Regions from separate parts of the Mus musculus genome. Here region 1 is linked to region 2. A link is a contact called in public HiChIP or PLAC-seq data. All regions are on one chromosome and are shown on one strand. Each heading gives the region's core, a stretch centred on a gene start, on an enhancer-like site or on the middle of the called end of the contact. The rest is flanking DNA. Distances are from core to core; before and after follow the strand shown. Region 1 has its middle 10 kb from the start of Ccdc121. Region 2 has its middle 20 kb from the start of Cnih3.

What was found. HiChIP or PLAC-seq counts read pairs in DNA pulled down with a chosen protein or histone mark.
Region 1: a FOXA1 HiChIP or PLAC-seq map of pancreatic cancer cells shows a contact between it and region 2. The contact joins two enhancer-like sites. A contact is called at or near these places in 10 of 39 promoter capture datasets (the 3T3-L1 cell line, 3T3-L1-derived adipocytes, the HPC-7 cell line and 7 more), 4 of 115 datasets of contacts at active chromatin or transcription factors (double positive thymocytes, embryonic stem cells, oligodendrocyte precursor cells and 1 more) and 3 of 9 other capture datasets (adipose tissue, liver and macrophages).

Annotation. Positions count from the first base shown.
Region 1 is chr1:181,520,152-181,522,851 of GRCm38.p6, reverse strand. No RefSeq gene overlaps it. Among named protein-coding and RNA genes, the nearest start is that of Ccdc121, 10 kb to the right of the region's middle. Within about 2 kb of position 1,306, at least 47 of the 459 cell types and tissues checked have an H3K27ac peak or open chromatin away from gene starts, as enhancers often do. A contact at or near this core is called in pancreatic cancer cells, where this site is marked.
Region 2 is chr1:181,331,480-181,334,179 of GRCm38.p6, reverse strand. No RefSeq gene overlaps it. Among named protein-coding and RNA genes, the nearest start is that of Cnih3, 20 kb to the left of the region's middle. Within about 2 kb of position 1,414, at least 41 of the 459 cell types and tissues checked have an H3K27ac peak or open chromatin away from gene starts, as enhancers often do. A contact at or near this core is called in pancreatic cancer cells, where this site is marked.

The DNA.
Region 1 (2,700 bases), core at 57-2,556, 190 kb before region 2:
CAGGATGATTAAACAAGGGCGGAAGTCTAAGTGGAGGGCACATGAGAGAATTCTTTGTGCCATGTGACTGAAGCCTGAAATTATTTTAAAAAGAAACATTATTAGTGGCTCACATTAACAATGAAGGCGCCTTAAAAATTATTTTTTTTCCATTCAAACTGTTGCAATGAAGTCTCTAAACTGACAAACATCACGGGGGCTTTAGAATTAGGGTATAATGTGCTTCACTCTGCACCATTTTGACATCCTAAAAAATCCTTGATAATAAACCATAAAATTCTCCTGTCAGTCAAAGGATCATGGAGACTCGCTGCTGAAAGGGACTCAGAACAATAGGTGTAGCTTCTCTTTTTCTGGAATACCTTCCAGACTCTCATTTACAAATAATTGACACCAACTACAGCTTAAACAACAACAACAACAGAGGTTATAGTGCCCAGCAAACACCTAGCCGCCTATCACAGACGGCAGGCAGGAAGGGACACAATAAGACTTCATAGCATCACCCACCACCTGAACCCAGCCCTGCCACCATGCTGTGACCCAGGGAGCTGTGCGATCTGTCTCTGAGACCTTGTGTCCTGGGGTCTTGTTTGTTCCTCTCAGATCCTGGGGCTCTGCTCCCCAGGGCTGTCTCGCTCAGAGACTGATGGGAAGTTGTTTATTCTTGTGCCTTAAATTTACACAAGGCAGCAGCTACCTGGCCAACATGGCTCAGGTGGCTAGCTCAGGTCCAATAAACTCTTTTTGTTCTCCAAACTGGACCCTCTCTGCAGACAGATTAAGTGCAATTTCTGCGCATAATCGCCAAGGGGCTTGAGAGTCTAAAGCGTAAACATAAGCTATGAACCCCAGGGTGAAGACTCTGGTTAAGGGAAATTAGTTTGGTTGTTGCTGCTTGCTAGCTCCACCTCTCTCCACCCCTCTTAAGGAAGGCACAGGGAAGTGAGTCATGAGGCTCTGTACAATGTCTACCTGTGTTCATATCCCACTGGCACGCCTTACACCCTGACTGTAGCAGAATGCTCCTCGGATACAGGCAAAGCAACAGCAATTACGCTTTGTGTTTGATTTCCAATTGACGGCAGCAGCCACGTCTCTTCATTAACCATGCCTGCACACCCCTCAAAGCACGGTGCCCACCTGCAGTGGCAGCCAACAGTGTCTCCATGAATTGTTAAACTGTATCAATTGCTGCTGCTGCCTCCGCACTTGCCACCCACGTCATCCTCTTAAGCCTAGTGCAGATTCTAATCTCTCTTTCCTCCTGGATGCTTTGACATCAAAACCAAAACAACTTCTCAGCCTCTCTTTTCCAAGTCTCAAATAACCTTCTCCCACACCACCCTGAGCTGCATGCTTTGGTCAGGATTCTGAGTCACTAAAGCAAATAAGAAACAGAAATAGAACTCCAATTGACTTGAAAGAGAGAGACTTGCTAGCATATTGCCAAAGTATTAGCTTACAAATCTGAAACCGTCCCAAGGAACAGACCTGATGTTAGATAAGACTACACTCAGGGACTCAAACTAGGGCATCCAGACCAAACCCACAGCCAGCTCTCTTCTCTTCAATCCATGCCTTATTCAGACAGAACTGATCAACAGTGTGTTGACCTCCTGCCTCATCTGGTCCATATCCACCCTTTAGCATCCCTATCAGAGGCATCACCTCTCTGTTCTGATGGTTCGAGAAATGGAAGTCTCATATGCAGCCCAGAGCCAATCACCGTGGCTGGAGAGAGTAAGGGTACTCACTGGTCAGGCAGAGGTCACATGGGCACCTGGAAACAACTTCCTATCCTTGGAAGCGCCATCCATCCAACTAGAACTATGTGGGACGAGAGGTGGCTCCTCAGCAGAGCACCAGACCTCCTGGCCAGAGCGGGAGATAAGAGTATACGCTGAAGAGCAGGGTATATACTCTTATCTCAGTTTCTACTGCTATTTTCTTTTCCTCCATTTTCTTCCTGGAATTGTAGTTTTGTGATAGCTTTTGACACCCCAAAGCAGAGACAGCGACATTGGATCCCAGTACAGACCTTCTTCCAGCATTAGCCCTACTTTGTGTCAAGCATGTCTCAGAGGGATGATGCTAGAGTGGGAGTCCATCTTAACAATATAGGCGCCCATGGCACAGACAAGAACACAGATGGATTTGCCACTTTCATGTTACTGTTAGTGGGTTAATACCATCATGTTAGTGTTAGTAGGTTAATGCTATCATGTTACTGTTAGTGGGTTTGATTTATTACTTTGAAAGATAGCCCCGCCTACTATAAGTGGGCTTTATAGTTTGTGACTCAGGAAACAAGACCATCTGCTCATAATTAAAGATAATTAGAAGGAGTAGGAAAGTAAACTAGGATTTTTTTCTAGAATCTCACAAAAGAGATTCTCACATTCTACTCTTTTTTTTTTCCTCCTCAAACATCAGCCAATGATGTTGAGTTGAATCACTCCTTCTGAAAGCCTTAAAGGAAAATAACTCAACTTCCTTTCCCAACTCTATTAAATGCTATCACTCGCTCTGCCTGCTTATAATAGTATCCATTGAGCAAATGAGATAATGTGTGTCATGCCCTTTAAAAATTACAACTCAAAAGCAAGCGATAGGATTATTAAACAACAATTAAAGCCATTTACCAAGCAACCCAACAACTATTTATAAAATACACACTGTTTTCAAGCATCAGGGCAT
Region 2 (2,700 bases), core at 165-2,664:
TATAGCCCAAAGGCAAGGTTCTCTGCAACATTCCTTGAGCAGTCCTTCATAAGACTGATGCAGAGCCAGGATACATGGCATTTCTGAGACGTCCATGGTCTTACACTGGGGAGTGTGGGGGGGGTATGGGGGGTATACCACACAGTCACTTATAATTATGTCATGTGGTGGTTTGAATAAAAATAGTTCCCAAAGGCTCATATATTCAAATGCTTGGTCCCCAGCTGTGGGTGGAACTGTTTGGGAAGAATTAGTAGAGTAGGTGTGGCCTTGTTAGAGGAAGTGTGTCACTGGGGGTGGACTTTGAGGCTTCAAAAGCTCAAGCCACTCTCAGTAACACAGACATGCTCGTGCACATACACACACACACCCACACACACCACCTTGTGGACCAGCTGTAATCTCTCAGATACTTCTCTAGCACCATGCCTGCCAGCCTGCTGCCACACACCGTGCCATGATGATCACAGACTCTAACACTCTGAATCTGTAAGCAAAGAGTCCAATTGAACACTTTGTTTTAAAACTTGTCTTGGTCGTGGTGCCTCTTCCCAGCAATAGAAAGGCAGCGAAAACATGCCACACACTAGGACTAATTCCAAAGAAACAAAGCACTTCACAAAGAAGAAAACTTTGTTTTCAATTTCTCAAAGACAAGTTAGAAATGCTGAGTCATGGGGGGTGAAATTAAAATATAGCAAGTGGTAGATGTGTCTGTTGATCAAATTCAAGTTTTTCGATCCTGAGGGCTGCATATGTAAATATTTCTAGCAGTCAGTCTTTGTTCTATGACAAAAAGAATCAGCATCCCAAAAAGGGAAGATTTTACATCAGCTCTTTTCTCTGCCTTTTAATGAAACATTGTGCTCTGACAGAAAGGATCTGTGGTGGAACCAGTTATTTTTTTTTTCTAGTTTCTAAACAAGATTTAAATGCACTTAAGAAGTACCTAGCTGGCTTAAATATGATCGAGCATAATAATATCTCTGAGTCTCCCATTACTCTAAAGATATTCAAGGACAAGTTAGAGCTGTGTTGTTTATGGGCATTGTCTATCTCCATCCAACAGAAACTTGAAGATTTTTTTCCTAATGTCTTTTCTCTGTATGTTATAACTCTTAAAGGGAATAACTGAATAGAAATACAGAGGAGAAATTATAATTGCTTTTATAGCATTACAAATAAAAGTAACACCAGCAATAATGATGTGCTGAAAATGTCTCTTTTTAAAAAACTATTATGAATTTCTCAAAGAACCATGTAGTGAGTGTAATTACTTCCTGGGGTGGAGTTATAAGTGAGGCAGACACAGCTGTGAACAAGTTGGACACCAACCAGCCTGTGCTAATCTGAGGGACACACTGGAGTAGAGCGTGGTCCCCCATTGACTCACTTCCTGTTTGTTCTTGCTTCACACAGTCTCTCTCTTGCTTTAACCCTTCTTATCCCAGCTTCCTTCCTTTGAAAGTGAGCTATTGCAATCCACCCCCATTTCACGGGGGTTTGCCACTGAATGCCATGGAATTAGCTGAAGAGCTTTTCCCAAGAATAGATCCCTTCAACTCCACACCAGCCCTCTTGAACAAGAATCTCTGGGGTCGAGTCCCAGCCAGGGTAGCTTTAAAATGCTCTGGTTAGGAATCACTGAACCAAACAACCCGGTCTCTAAGCTCATCCTCTGTCAAAGTATCACATTCCTGGCTGACTATATGGTTGACCCTCTCTAGTCCTCCAGTGGACTCTCCTGGTCACCCGCCAGCCTGGCTTGATGCATCCCCTCCCCTGGAACCTCTTCAAACACGTATTCCTCTCTGACATATGCTCAAAATTTTCTAAAATTCAAATCCTGCTTCATACCCTGCCTCCAGAAAGCCTTCTCTGACCAGTTGTGACTGTTCACTGCTAGAAATGTTTCCCAGCCTCTGAGTTACCATCTGGGATGGGATGGTGATTTGAATGAGAAATGTCCCCAGCTGTGGTGCTGTTTGGGAGTGTTCAGGTGGCACAGCCCTTCTGGAGGAAGTACTGTCAGTGGGAGCAGCCTCTGAGATGAAAAGCATCAGACACTTCCAGTCCACTCTCTCTACCTCATGCTTACCGTTGAGGATGTGAGCTCTCAGCCTCCTGAGGCCACACCCGATGGTTGGTAATCTTGCATCCATACCAAGCTTCCTCATCACAATGGACTCTTATCAGGAGGCATGAGCCAAAATAAACTCTTTGTTCCATAAGTTGCTTCTGTTCACCTTGTTTTATCCCAGCAACCATCGATATCAGTGGTTTGATATATGATACATATCAAGATAAATATATCAGGATATAAAGAATGCTTAGATGGACTCATGTGATTTGAGTAATTTCTTTGGAATGTAAGCTTTAAAGAAATATGTTTTAATGTTCTATAATCTGCTTATAGAGTCCATCAATGCTCCAGGTCATTGAGATATGTCATGAGATATGTCATGTGTGTTCTTAAGCTCTATCACCTTGAACACTTGTGAACCCCAGAAACACATCAGCTGAGGTCACACAGCCATGTGACATCAAGAGAAGGCAAACTAGAGATGCCTTAAAAACAAGTTGGTAGCTATATTAAGGAGGGAAAAGTGTGTATGTATATGTGTTTGTGTATGTATGTGTGTGTATGCGTGTGTATGTGTGTATGTGAGTGTATGTGCATGTATCTGTATGTGTGTATGT